Linked DNA regions of Sus scrofa: region 2 is linked to region 1. A link is a contact called in public Hi-C data. All regions are on one chromosome and are shown on one strand. The core of a region is the stretch at or near the end of the contact, and the rest is flanking DNA. Distances in the headings are between cores, read along the strand shown. Region 1 holds the start of IL10RA (interleukin-10 receptor subunit alpha). Region 2 overlaps LOC100622439 (a long non-coding RNA gene).

Region 1 (7,154 bases), core at 2,103-4,602:
TCATCTAAACCTGCAAAATCCTGATTCAAGCTTGTTTGGGCAACTAGGTCTCCGGCCAGGAAGCCTGGCAGACATGGCAAGCTATGGGAACAGAGAGATAAGTTCCAGACTAGAGCTTCTGGCTGGAAGAGACCATGTTCTAGGCCCAGAGGAGGAGAAGCACCTTCATCCACAGAGAAGCGGGTGTTGGAAGAGGTCCAGTTGGAGTGCTGGCTTTTGTCCACGGCCCGGACTCTGGCTCGGTAACCATTGCTATGATACAGATCCAGGGTCTCCATGGTGAGATCACAGGACAGCATTAGGGTCTGGCTACAATGGGGGATGGGCTTCCAGGGCTTATCTCCATACCTGGGGAGGTATTAGGGGAAGTATTAGGAGGGGAACTTATGCTCAGACATACCTCCTTCAGGAGGGAAGCAAGAGGCCAGGGGAGAGCTCTTATGGTACAGCACTCAGGGTATTCCCTCTAGCCCAGGGCATCCCAATTGTTGGCATAGCCTATGCAATGTATCTAAACTGAATTATGGTACCAGATAAAGTTACAGACAGGAATGAAGTTTACTTATCATCCATAACCATGGGTAACCAATACATGATTTAATACCCCTTTGAAAAAACAAAAAAGGGGTCCTCGTTCCTTATATTGGAACATGAGTAGCTCACATCCCAGCTCCTCCAGGAAGATTTGCGACCCCCTGCAACACAGCCCATTTCCTCCCTTCTCCCAGCTTCATCTGCAGTCCTCAGGGTTTCCTTGTTCTCCAACTGTTTATGGATGCTTTTTTCCTGTTTTCCCAATAAGATGGAAAAATCTTGAGGGTAAAGGCAACACCTTGGCTTTCTCACCCCAGAGCTCCCAGCACACTGCTCAGGACATACGAGACTCAATCAGTACTTGTCAACTGATGGGTATGTGCCAGGGTCCTTCCTGGTGGCACTTCAGTAACAAGCGGGTAGAAGGGGCTGGACTCACCCACTCCCTCACCCACCTCTCTCCTTTCCCCATCGTCCCCTCTGCTTACCTCTGGAGCTCCACTTCATAGTAGGTACTTTCAGACTGATTCGGGCTGGGTGTCCAATGGAGGACGTGGTGGAAAAATTCTGCTTCAAACCACACAGATGGAGGCTTGGGCAGTTCTGTCCGCAGGGAGAAGAGTGTCAGTACTGGAGCCAGCAGAGCCCACTCCCTCCCTCAGGGAGGAGTTGATGATGATGGCAAGCATTCTCATAGCTCCCCTTTACTGAGCACTTGACCTTGAGCTAAGCACTCAGCTAAGGACTTTACATATATTGTCTCATTTAATTATTACAATAGTCCTACTAGGAAGACATTGATCACCCCAATTTTACCAGAGAAGAAATGAAGGCTCAGAGGGTCAAGTGACTTGCCCAGGCCCAATGGGGATAGTAAGGGGTAAAGTGGGCCCTTGAAGCCAAAGGTGTCTGATCCCAGAGCTAGTGCATGTCCTTTAATCACTGTCCTGTGCTGTCTGTGGTCAGAAGCAGAAGTGCTGCTGGGTGAGGAGAGCCAAGCAAGGTAAGATACATCCCAGGCAAGAGGGCAGGGGCTAAGGGCTAAGGCAGGCTCACCATGAGCTCTCAGATGAGAGAGTCCCTGGCTCTGCCCAATGCCTGTGTCTGATCCAGCCCCACACCTGGCCCCATCCTGGCCTCAGCCCCTGCCCTAACCCCAGGCCCTCTTCTCTGGAGTTCTTTGGGTACACAGATACCCTGTGTCTTGGCATCTATCTGTTGCTCTTCACGGAACCCCAAGCTGAGGGCTTGCCCCATTCGCCAGCTTTGAGGAGGGCTTTACCAGAGCCAGATGCCCAGCCGCAGGGCATGTGAGGACAGGCAGTCCTGGTTCTAGACTGGGCTGAGGATGTTCCTGCAAAGAGCTGACACCCTTGGCTCCAAGGTGAGATACTAAATACCAATGCCCACCTCCATCTCCTGTCTTCCCCTCCCACCCCCACACCATTCCCCACGGGAAGTTCTAACTTCAAGAACCTCAAACTAGTACTTGCCAGTGTGACTTGGGACATTATTTAACCTCGCTGAACCTGTGCTCTCATTTTAAGAATGTGTGATAAGTACATCTACTTTAAGAGTCTTGCCGATCAAGTGCAATGAAGGTCTAGGCCAATACCCACAGTCAGTTCTTCTTCTCTCCTCCCTGATCCCTTACTGTCTCTTCATCTGACAGTGATTCCCAGGCTTCCCTTGTACTCCAGCTTCTCATCTTTCTAATAATGCTTGCTTTTTTTTTTTTTCTGTCATTCTCACTTAGTAAGCACATCTGTTCCTGTCCCTTGCTTTCTTTCCTGTACTGTCTTTGATCTTCAAGTCTATGTCTCGATTTCAAAACACTAGATGGAAAGTGAAAAAATGCAGTGGGTCTTTGTGGTGTTTGGGCTGCATGTCCCCGACTCCAGCTCTCGGTCATGTGACTGGTGACCACATATCTTACTTTGTATTCTGGCGTCACTGTAGAAGTGCTTTCAGGCCCTGCTCTCCCTGCCTCTGCTCCTGGTCCCTCCAACTCCCCACCCTTTCATTCTCTTTCTCTCTCTCCAGGGTTTGCTCTTCTCAGTTGCAGAAACTTTCTGGCTGGGTTAGGACAGCTAAGGGGTAGCAGTAGGGAGGAGGGAGGCAGATGTCAGGGCCAGAGCATTAGAGGCTAAAGAAGGAGAATGGATGATCCGATGGAGGTGACAGGGATAGTGGGAGATAAGAGCTGAGATGGGGGTGAGATGGCATGGAGCAGCAAGGGGTTAATCAGAGAGCTAAGGGAAGGTAAACTCAGGCTGAATCAAAGTAATTCCCCAGAGGGAGAAACGGTCCCAGCATTTTAAGCAGAAAAAAGTCGAGGATAAATTTATGACTCACAGGGAGGTGGGTGGACGGTGGTGGTGGTGGGGTTATTTAACTTCTCTACCTACACTTCCCCACTCCCCCATCAATCTCAGCCTCTTCCACTTCCACAACGGGCGAGCCTGAGACCCAGGCTGGCCAGAATGAGGGAGATCAGGGGAGGCGGGAGAAAATGGGAGCCCCTCTCCGGCAAGGGCCAGCCAGACGGGGTTCTCCGTGGTACACAGAACTTCAACGTAGGGGTGACTGACGACGGGTGGGAGAAGGAGCGTGGCGGGCGCAGAGAGGGCAGGGCCGGGCTAGACCCTGGATCCTTACCGTGCGCGCAGGAGCCTAGAAGCAGGCACAGGAACATCGCCAGCGGCACTACCAGGAGCGGCAGCATCCTGAGAGCGCCTCATCCTCCGGAGCGGGAGCAGAAGCCGGAGCCGGGATGCGCGCCTCCTGCCGCTGCTCTGCTGAGCTGAGACTGAAAGCTCGGGTCACCAGCCCCGCCCGCCCCCCGCGGGGCTGACGTCAGAAGGGCGGGGCCTCGAGAGCCACGCCCACGAGCCGCGGCGTCCGGGAGCCAGAGCAGCAGCCGAGCGAGGACAACTCAGGCCAGTGGAGAGGAAACAGGGGCAGGGCGGGTGCCTGCTGTCCTGGGGCGGGTGCGGGACAACGCTCACCCCCTGGGAACGACCAGTGCCAGCGGGCGAAAGCAGTCTGGGTAGCCCGGAGGGGTGTGTGTGTGTGTTGAGCGCAGGGGGTTCGGGACTGCCTTGCCCCTGTGGGCGCAGAAAGTGGGGTGAGGGTGTCAGAACAGACGGTAAGGTAAGGACAAGTAGGTTTAGGATCCATGGCCGCTTGGAGTTGGGGAAGGAGATTATCCCAGGCGCTCGGCGAAGTGTGAGAGGACACATGTGAGTTTTGGTGTTGCCAGAGTATTTGGTATAGAGCTCTGAGCTAAACCAGCAGTAAAATAGGCAGTCCTCTACCTGCTTAATGTTCTGGAAGGGGCGCCTATGACATCTTCCAGCCTTTTTTGGTTTCTCTCATTTGCCTGAAATCCCATGTTTAGAGCTTTTTTTTTTTTTCCTTGCTGGGTAATAGCACTCAGGGAAAACTGGGTAAACCTCAGCAGTCACTCATCACCTCTGTCAACTGGCTCAGCTTGACTTCACTCCAGGTGCACCCAGGAGATATCAGGAGATATCAGGGCACCCAGACAAACTGCTGCTTCACCTTTGTTGGGTGGTGACATGATTCAGACTGTGTATATGGGGAAGCCTCCCAGTCCCATCCTGTGTCTGAGGGTCTACAGTGGAACTAGAAAGACCTTGTTTTTTGATGGTGGTGGGTGAAGGTTAGGGATACACCAGCTGCATGGATAGTGGGGAAGTATATGCAAACCCAGCAGGATGCATGGTCAGTCGTGGCCACCCTCAGTGGTCAGCTCTTGTTGCCACACTCTCACCCTGGCCCAGAGGAAGAGTCCCAGGGTTTTTAATGCATGAGGATACTTTTTTGCATCCTCTGTTGCTCATCTGAGAGATTAAGAGGTAGCAAATTGCTCAGAAGTACCCAGGCATGACCCAGGGTGTGGCTACTCTCTGAAATGACTTTTTAGTTCCCTTTGACCTTTATAAGGAGGCGTACACTGCACTGTATCTGAATTTGTCTTTACTTCTAGTTTAATGTTGAGTTGTGTTTACAAGTCTATACTGCCTTACCATTTTTTAAACTATTTTAATTAATTTTTATTTTTGTCCTTTTTTAGGGCCGCACTCGTGGCATATGGAGGTTCCCAGACTAGGGGTTGAATCAGAGCTGTGCTGCTGGCCTACGCCACAGCCACAGCGGCACCAGATCCAGCTGTGTCTGTGACCTACATCGCAACTCACAGCAATACTGGATCCTTAACCCACCGAGCGAGGCCAGGGGTTGAAACCACCTCCTTGTGGATACTAGTCAGATTTGTTTCTGCTGAGCCACAGTGGGAACTCCTGACTTACCAATTTGAAGAAGGGTCAGGATCCTTAATTTATTCATAGGACATACATTTACTGTAAATCATTATGAGCTTGGGGATATTATGTGCCTGCACATTATTGAGGCTGGGGATGAAATGGTGATGAATACAAGGCCCCTTCCCTCAAGAAATGCACACTCAGCTAGACAGAGAAAGTGAACAGAGACTTTTAACATGTTGTGGTAAGTGCTCTGGGAAGGGAAGTACAGGCTAACGCAGGGACAGGAAACATGGGGTCAAGGATAAAGAAGGCTTCCTGGGGAAGGTGACATCAAGCTGAGACCTGAGGAGTGAATAGGAGGTAGCTGGGTGAAGAGTGGATAGGGAGAGTGTTCCAGACTGAGGGAAGTATATGTTTAGACATGAGGGAATCTATTTTTTGAAGAACCCTGTAAAGTGGCGAAATCAGCACTCCTGTATTAGAAGAGAAAACCACCATGGCTGACATAGGTGACTGTTTTGCTAAGGGCAGAGTCAGCATTTGGATGTGGCCTATTCTAGTGTATCTTTAAAAGAAAGCACCTAGAACAGGAGCTTTGTCACATCTATGATTACCATCTCTCTTTTTTTTTTAAAAAAGAAATTAATACATTGTTTTGGTTTGTATGCAGTTATTCATTCTTAGTGTTCTGAAAAGTCCACCTAAGGTTCAGTGGTTTCTAGTATTCATACCAGTATCAGGATAAGTAATAGGAGGAAGTAATTATAACAGTATCTTTTGTTTATTAAACTTTTGCTGTGTATCAGTCATTGTGCTAAATGCTTAAATATTGTAGCGGAGACCTGCTAGATGGTGAGCAATTCTATTTCCTTTTCCTGGGTACCCAGGACAACCGTATTTCCCAGCTTGTCTTGCAATTATGTGGAGTATGTGACTGGGTTTTAGCCAAAGTGAAGTTGAATTGCTGGGTGCCACTTCCCGCCCAGCCTCTGACTCTGTCTTTGCTATTCTGTCAGCCAGTGGAGGGAGCCCCGTGTAGGACTCCACGGGGATGGAAGGAGCCGGGGACCCTGAATCACCTCTTAGAGAGGAGCTATGCAGGAGAGACACCCAATCTGCATCAACTTATGACTTGAGTGAAGAGAACTCTTTTTTTGGAGGGAGGCAGCTACTCGAGGTGTATGAAAGTTCCCGGGGCCAGGAAGTGAATCCCGCTGCAGCCACAGCCGATACCACAGCTGTGGCAGTGCCAGATCCTCAATCCACTGCACCATGAGGGAACTCGGAGGAGGGAACTCTTGTTGTATCTAGCCTCTGAGATTTGGGAATTTTTGTTATAGCAGCTGTGCTAACCACCCTGATTAGCATGCAAACAATGTCTCATTTAACCTTATTATTACCCTGGTGAGATTGATATAATTATTAATGTTTTATGATTATGGGGGAGTGAGGTTGGGGCCTACATCACTTGTCTGCATCACTCAGCCAGTGAATGGCAGAGCTAAAATTGTAGCTCAGGTCTGTTGGACTTCAGAGCTCATGCTTTTACTACCCTATAAACAATGCCCTTTCCCATCTTGGAAGAGATCTTGGAAAGATAAGTGTCTAATGAGTTGAGCCAGTGGGAGTTGGAGAGGAGGAACAGTTCAGGGCCAAGTTTGCGGAAAGAGGGAGGGTGGGAGCAGAGGACATGTGGGCAGGGCTAGGTAGACACTTGCCCCCATGGCCACACTGGGAAATTTTTAGGACAAATTTTGAGCTTTGGATGGTTCCCTTTTCACTCTACTTCATCTTGGTCTTCAGATGATGCTTCTGCTGGGACATCACAGTGGGGTAGGGTGGGCATCTGAGCAGTAGGAAATCCAGCTGCTCGACTGTGGTAACAGACACGGCTTGCAGTTTCTGTCTCTGGTGGTGATTAGGGAAGTTCCAGACCTTGTGATCACTGTGTCAGTTACACACACAACAGGGAGAGAGACCTCAGCAGCACCAATCCTGAGAAGAAATCAGAGAAAAGGAAGCTACCTAGGGCCACTTGGTAGTCATTGGGTCAAGGAGAACGATGGATGTAAGGGGAAGGAGCCACCAAGAGCCAGCCCAGCTCCAGAGGAGCCTTCGTGCCGTTGGTTACATAACCTAATTAGCATCCACGTGCCTTCACTGTCTGCCTGCCTCTTTCCTGGCTGAGAATAAAAGAGCTTGGAAGGCACAGATACCGGTTCTGGATGTCTCTCTCTCTCTTATGTTGGGTTGGTGACTTAGACTTGAAGGAGGAGTCACTTGAATTGTTGTTGGATGGGTGATAGCCTTCCTTAAAGGGCTTTGGGG
Region 2 (7,055 bases), core at 2,669-5,168, 66 kb before region 1:
TCTTGCTCCTCGCAGAAAACCTCCTCACACAGTGGCTGAGTGACCTTCTAGGAGCCAGTATAATCATACCTCTATCTGATGGAGCAGCAAGGACCTGTGACCTGTCTTGTCAGAGGCTTGGACTGGCCACACTGAACCCTCAGTGCCCCACGGTCTCTCCAGCCTCTCAGCTTGGACACCTTCTTCCTTCATCACCTCCTCTGCTTGGCACCTGACTCCTGGGTCCTTCTTTACAACTCAGTGCAGATGGCACCTCACCTCATCCAGGAACACTTTCTTTTTTTTTTTTTTTATTTTTTCAAGTCGTATTGCAGTACAGTTGCTTTACAATGTCGCGGTCATTTCTGCTGTACAGCAAAGTGATTTGGTTATACATGTACACACATCCATTCTCCTTCAGATTCTTTCCCCATACAGATCATCACCGAATGTTGGGAAAGTTCTCTGCGCTATACAGCCGGTCCCCTCTGGCCAGTCATTCCATGTACTGCAGTGTGCATATGCCAGCACCAAACCCTTAGCCCACCCCTTCCCCAACCTGTCCCCTTTTCTTTGACACTTCCCCAGTCAGGGCTCTGTGATGGCCCCTGGTGCTCTCAGAGCCCCTTGCTTACCTATCAAGCACTTATTCCCTAATAATGACTGATGATATTTCAACTCCTCTGTCCTCCCCACCTGAGGTCTGGGGCCATAGCTCTTATTTCCATATGCAGGGACTGTTTGTCCAAACAATGGTACATGATTATTGAATAATCAGAGAGGCCTTCCTAGAAGAGGCAATTATTAAGTAGTATTTGGGAGTTCCCTTCGTTGTTCAGTGGTTAACGAACCCAACTAGGATCCATGAGGATGCAGGTTCAGTCCCTGGCCTTGCCCAGGGGGTTAAAGGATCCGGCTTTGCCATGAGCTGTGGTGTAGGTTGCAGATGTGGCTCTGATCTGGCGTTGCTGTGGCTGTGGTGTAGGCTGGCAGCTGTAGCTCCGATTCTCCCTCTACCCTGGGAACCTCCATATGCTGCAGGTGCGGCCCTAAAAAAAAGCAAAGCAAAGAATTAAGTAGGATTTTGTAGGCAGACAGGAAATGGTGTGAAGAGGAGGATGCGAATGAACTGTACGGGGCAGGAGTCTCTAACTCAGATCCTTCAGGGGCTGAGACGCTGGGACGGAGGACGGGGAGGATGACAGATGACAGATGGTCCCTGACCTAACAAAGCTGCAACTTAAGATTGTCAACATTTTTTTTTTTTTAGGGCTGCACCAGCAGTGTATGGAAGTTCCCAGGCTCAGGGCTGAATTGGAGCCACAGCTGCCAGCTTACCTCACAGCCACAGCAATGCCAGATCTGAGCCATGTCTGAGACCCACGCCACAGCTCGCAGCACCACTGGATCCTTAACCCACGGAGTAAGGCCAGGGATTGAACCTGCATCCTCATGGATATTACTTGGGTTCATTACTGCTGAGCCACAGTGGAGACTCTGATTTTCAACTTTTTGATGGTACAAAATGATACCCATTCAGTAGGAACTTGGAATTTTGAATTTCAGTCTTTTCCTGGCTAGTGATGGGCTGTGTGATACTCTCTCATGATGCTGGGCAGTGGCAGCCACCACAGCTCCCAATCAGCCAGGGGATCACAAGAGGAAATGACCATTCTTTCCCAGACAACTGGCCTGTTTTTCACTCTCAGTACAGTACTTAATAAATTACATGAATTATTCAATACTTGATTATAAACTAGGCTTTGTGTTAGATGATTCTGCCCACCCATGGGCTAATGTGATTGTTTTGAGCATGTTTAAAGTAGGCTAGGCTAAGCTATGATGTTTGTTAGGTTGGGTATAGTAAATGCATTTTTGGAATTTGTTGGTGCCCTAGCAGTTAAGGATCTGGTGTTGTCACTGCTGTGGCTTGGGTCACTTCTGTGGTGCAGGTTTGATCCTTGGCCTGGGAACTTTTGCATGCAGAGGGCACAGCCAAAAAAAAAAAAAAAAAAATTAAAAAATGCATTTTTGACGTATTTTCAACTGTGATGTGTTTATCAGGATGTAACTCCATTGTAAGTCAAAAAGATCTGCAGATATATTTAACAGAGGGCAGGGAGACACCAGCAGAAGGCATCTGTCATTGAAAGGCATTGCATTCAAGTATGAATACAACACTGCATGGCCCGGACAAAACAAAGTTTTCAGTCCCAATTCCAGGTGGCAAGGCTGGGGTTGGTGGCAGCAAGATGTGGTACAGAGTGAGGAAGGCTGTTGGAATAAAGTAGCTGATGGGCTCCTCAGAAGCCAGGAAATAGAGCAGGACTTTGCTGTGCTCGCTTTCTGTGGGACTGGGGCTCCATGGCTCATCCTGGCCCAGGCACACATCCCAGGTGGAGGCCCTTGAAAGCAACAGGCAAGAATGCCAGACCAGAGACACAGGAAGCAGGATGGCATTCCCTTTTCTGAGATCTCCTGGGGAGATGTGGTGGCCACAACACTGTCAGGGCAACTGGGTCCTGGGTGAGGTCTTTGGACCATAGTCGTCATAGCACCTTAAAGGTCAAAGACTTACAGAAATTGTAGGACCTGAGCCTCCTCCACCTGAATAAAAACCTGGTGGACACATTGTTTCGGGAGGGGCGGGGAGGCGTGTGTCAGTGGTGGAGGCGGTCAAACATTTGTGCAGGACTTCCAAGGACTGCGCCCTGCCTGTTGCCTCTGGTTCTTCGGGAAGAGGCTGGTGGCCATTCAACCACTAGGGGGCGCAAAGGCTCCAGAAATGGTTTCTCAGGGCTTCACTTCCCAAAGATGCAGAATAAGATCTCAGGAAGAGAGTGGTGAGAGTGAGCGCAGTGACTGCAGGTGGGAACCAGACTGAACTTGACCTTTTAAAATCATTCTGTCATTGCAGTGCCATTCATTGATCCATTCATTCGAGAAATATTTGCTCAGCACCTGGGAGGAGCCAGCTCTGAGCTGGTAGGCTCTGAGGATCTGAATCAGATAAATGTGCCTGGATCCCAGAGGAGCACACAGCCTGGTTGGGGAAGTGGACTCTCCAACTGAAGTTTCCATGTTATGGGTTAATACTGTGACAGAGGGACATGCTGAGTCCAGGGGCGGAGGGCACTGGGACTTGGGGACAGCTTCCTACTGTCGGTAGTATTTGCTGTGGGTCTGGAAGGATGAGCAGCCAGTGCAATAGGCCAAAAAGTTAGGAAAAATGCAGTCCTGGCTGGGGGTGTCCTGAGCCGAGTGGTGGAAGCAGGAACCTGTCAGCCTGTCCGAGTTGGCAAGATGGGTGGATATCCAGGGGGAGGAGGCTGGCTGGTGGAGGATGTTGGCTGTCATATGGGGGATGATGAGAGCTTATTTCTGAGGAGAGAAGAGTCCTACTGGGGAGCCAGAGCAGACCCGTTTTTTGGGGGCCTGGAGTTTAAAAGGTTTTGGAGACTTTCTTTAAAACAGGAACACAGAATTAAGCCGAGAGGCTGGGAAGGGTCCGTGCAGGTGAGGGTCCTGACACCTAAGCTTATTAGCTTCGCGGAAAATCCTGGCAGCAGACTGTTTCTGGTTCTCCCTCCTTTCTCCTTCCCTTCTGGGGGGCCCTGGACCCCGGAGGAGCTATTCAAGATTGGATTCAGGAAATCAGAGTCTGGGGTCTTCTCTGGAGGAAGGGAGGCAGATCCGCTCTGCTGAGGAGGGGGAGGTGGGTGGGATGACTTTTCATATTGAGTCTATGCAAATAGTGCCCCCAAATTGTTCCAAGCGATGCCTTGAATCTGACCATAGCTCCCGTTAGTTAACGCTCTAAGTAATGCACAGGTGTGGAGGCTTTTCCCATTGGCCCAGCGCTTTCAGCTCTGAGTCATTCTGCATCCATCCCTGCAAGGCAGGTACACCGTTCCCTCCTCGGAGGCTCGCTGGTTGGGCCAAAGGACATGTGGCGTGGCTGAACCAATGGCAGGTGTGACTTCACACCCTGCTCCCGGCCCCACTACCCTGTGCCTTCATTTGCAATTGGCTCAACAATATTTCAACTCAAGGTTGCTCTTCTGGGCTCCTGCACAGGGAACTGATTCACCAGAGAAGTGAAACCACAGATGACCTGGCTGGCTGTGGTGTTCTCCCCTCCTGCCTCTGCTCCCATGGTGAGGGCTCACACAGGTAGGGTGGAGCTGACAGGTTGTTTTTTTTTTTTTTTTTTTTTTTTTTTGACCCTGTCTATCTGCACTGTGGTGAGCGAGGGTTCTCACCTTTACCCCTTTCCTGGGCTGTTGGGAGAGCTCACACCTGGGTAAAACCTTGATCTGAGGCTGTTACCCAGGAAATGGAGCTCTGAGACTCAGCACTGATTTGCAAGATCTTCTGAGGGTTCTGAAGCCCCGCGTTTAATCTGGGCATCTCAGCCAGTGCAGTGGGAGGAGAGAGGTGCTAGCTAATCCCAGCAGCTTTATTTGTTTATTTTATTTTTTTCTTTTTACGAGCCATACCTGTCGCATATGAAAGTTCCCAGGCTACGGGTTGAATTGGAGCTTCAGCTGCCAGCCTGTACCATAGCCACAGCAACACTGGAATTGAGCCACATCTGTGACCTATGCTGCTTGGGGCAAAGCTGGATCCTTAACCCACTGATTGAGGCCAGAGATGGAACGTGCAGGTCCTTAACCCGCTTAGCCACGACAGCAACTTTTACAATAGCAGCTTGTATCAAGCAGTACTGTGCTAGCCCCAGCAGGACTGAGCTGAATCAGCTACGCCCTTGTCCCTTCAGCAGCTGCCTGTGCCAGACACTGAGCTGTGCAGGGAGACACAGAGATAGATGAGCAGCTGTGCACCTGTGTGTGGGAAGCTCACAGTCTGTTTCAGGGTCTCAGCAGAGAGTGGTAAAAGGCAGGACCTTGTCTGTTCAAAATCAGAAAGGATGCTTTCTCTGCTTTGGTGCCCCAAGCTAGAGTGGAAGGCCGGGCCTTGATCTCCACTGATGCCTTCATGGCCCTGGACGTGGCACGGAGCCTGCTTCTACCCTCCTCGTGTCTCCCCGCAAAAGTGCATAGCAGAACCTGCTCTCTGGCTTCCCCAAATGGCAAAAGTCAGAAATGCGAGAATGGAACGAGCCACAGCCTGGTTCTCCTCCCAGAGAAGTTCTTTTGCAGGGACTCAGAGGAATCGGATGGGATGGGAACGGACTAGGGGAGGTCAGTGGATCCATTTCCTTCAAATGGTGCATGAAGGGCTGGGAGCCTCTGGTCTGGGGTTCAGTGCACATCAGCGTGACCAGGGTGACAAGAGGAAGAGAAGCTGGGAATCATCCAAGTATTCAGATGTGTCTCGATGCTTCAAGATTAGATCCAGAAAACCCCAAAGCCTCTGAACTTGTAACCCTACAAAGCAGCCTGGGTTTATCCTGTTTTCTGCAACCTGCATGAATCAGCCTGTGCTTGTTTCTTAGGAAACAAGAGTCAGGAGGGCCGGTGGAGGCTTGGGGGAAAGGGAGGCTGTGAGCAGGAGGACCCCAGGGGTGCTCAGAATGACTGCATGTCAGCTGTCTTCCTCACCTCTCCCCCTACCCCCAAAGGTCTGGCTGAGATGAATAAGAAGAGTCAAAGAGTGAAAGCCAACTTACCCTTGAACTTTCTCAGCAGCTACAGGAACCTGGAGATGGCAGGGGTGGCTGATGGTTGGTGTGGGCGGCTGGGTGCCGGTGCCCCAGCTCACCTGGGCTGTGCATGACTTCTGGCCTGTTTGGGCAGAGACCTGGCTTTGTCAGGTTCCCCTCGCTGGCCCTGTTGCACCCCCTCCTCACAGACTTTGTACCTGGGAGCCTCTGGGGCCACCCCATGCCAGGGACGCTCTGTGTTCTGGAAAGGAAGGTGCTCTAGGATTCCCCAAGCCCCCTTTCCTCTTACTTCTTGGGAGCCTTGCAAAGAGGCCACGACTTATGTATCACTCTTTTTTTTTTTTTTTAATGCAGTTTTTATTTATTTATTTATTTTTAAATTATTTATTTATTTATTTATTTATTTTGTCTTTTGTCTTTTTTGTTGTTGTTGTTGCTATTTCTTGGGCGTCTGCAACCTACACCACAGCTCACGGCAACGCCAGATTGTTAACCCACTGAGCAAGGGCAGGGACCGAACCCGCAACCTCGTGGTTCCTAGTCGGATTCGTTAACCACTGCGCCACGACGGGAACTCCTTATGTATCACTCTTGAGCTCTTCATTGGACAGAAGACAAACTTGCTGTTCAGAGTAGGCACTCCAGATTGCACAGCCAGCCTGTGCTAGGACGTGGGCTCTAGTGAAGGTCCCTCTGAAGGCAGACCCTGTGTTATTTCCAGGACTTTAGACTTTACAGAGCTTCCCATACCCGCTCCTCCAAGGAGCCTGGGCCCCTCAGAACCCTCCAGGCCCCAGAGACCCCACTACGCATGAAGTGGTTTGAACTCAATGGCACAGGTGCCCCCACCAGCTCCCCAACCCCCTCTCCCCCAGCATCCAGTGTGGGAGGTACAGTTTACGTGGAGAAACTATTGACAGCAACCCAGGCAGCGGCAGTTAGGGAGGAATGTAGACGTACAGCAGCCAAATTTTTGATCCTGCCTCCTATCCATAAACAATTTTGAGTGTTCACTCTGGTATTTATGTATTTATAAATTATATTTATACTTCTACTCTAGTATATATGAATGTTATAAAACACACCGAAGAAATAGAAATTAAAAATAAGAAATATGAGGGAGTTCCCTCTGTGGCTCGGTAGGTTAAGGATCCAGCGTTGTTTCTCTGGTGGCACATGTTCAATCCCCAGTCCCGCTCAGTGGGTTAAGGAGCTGGTGTTGCCACGCAGCTGTGGCATAGGTTGCGCCTGTGCCTTGGGTTTGATCCCTGGCCTGGGAACTCCCATGTGCCACAGGTTGGGCCAGAAAAAAAAAAAAAAAAGGTGGAAAAAACATTCAAGATTTACAGCTTCCCTTTGAAATATTCCCAGATGGCATCTCTGGTTCCCTATTTGGACCAGCCCTCCTGGCCACCTCTTGCAGAACTATCCCCCTATCCCCCTTTGCTGG

The links. Hi-C and Micro-C count contacts between places; a contact is called where the count stands out from the background.
Region 2: a Hi-C map of blood shows a contact between it and region 1, with 3 times the contacts expected there. The contact joins the enhancer-like site here to the promoter of IL10RA in region 1. A contact is called at or near these places in 2 of 5 promoter capture datasets (fetal liver and fetal skeletal muscle), 18 of 47 Hi-C or Micro-C datasets (alveolar macrophages, blood, embryonic fibroblasts and 8 more) and 1 of 2 datasets of contacts at active chromatin or transcription factors (alveolar macrophages).

Annotation. Positions count from the first base shown.
Region 1 is chr9:45,306,725-45,313,878 of Sscrofa11.1, reverse strand. It overlaps IL10RA (interleukin-10 receptor subunit alpha), which reads right to left and starts at 3,352. Exons shown (of 7, transcript XM_005656637.3): 1 at 3,193-3,352; 2 at 1,023-1,137; 3 at 164-348. The coding sequence starts at 3,259.
Region 2 is chr9:45,373,789-45,380,843 of Sscrofa11.1, reverse strand. The region is part of intron 1 of LOC100622439 (a long non-coding RNA gene); the gene reads left to right. Among named protein-coding and RNA genes, the nearest start is that of TMPRSS4, 23 kb to the left of the region's middle. Within about 2 kb of position 3,918, at least 3 of the 83 cell types and tissues checked have an H3K27ac peak or open chromatin away from gene starts, as enhancers often do.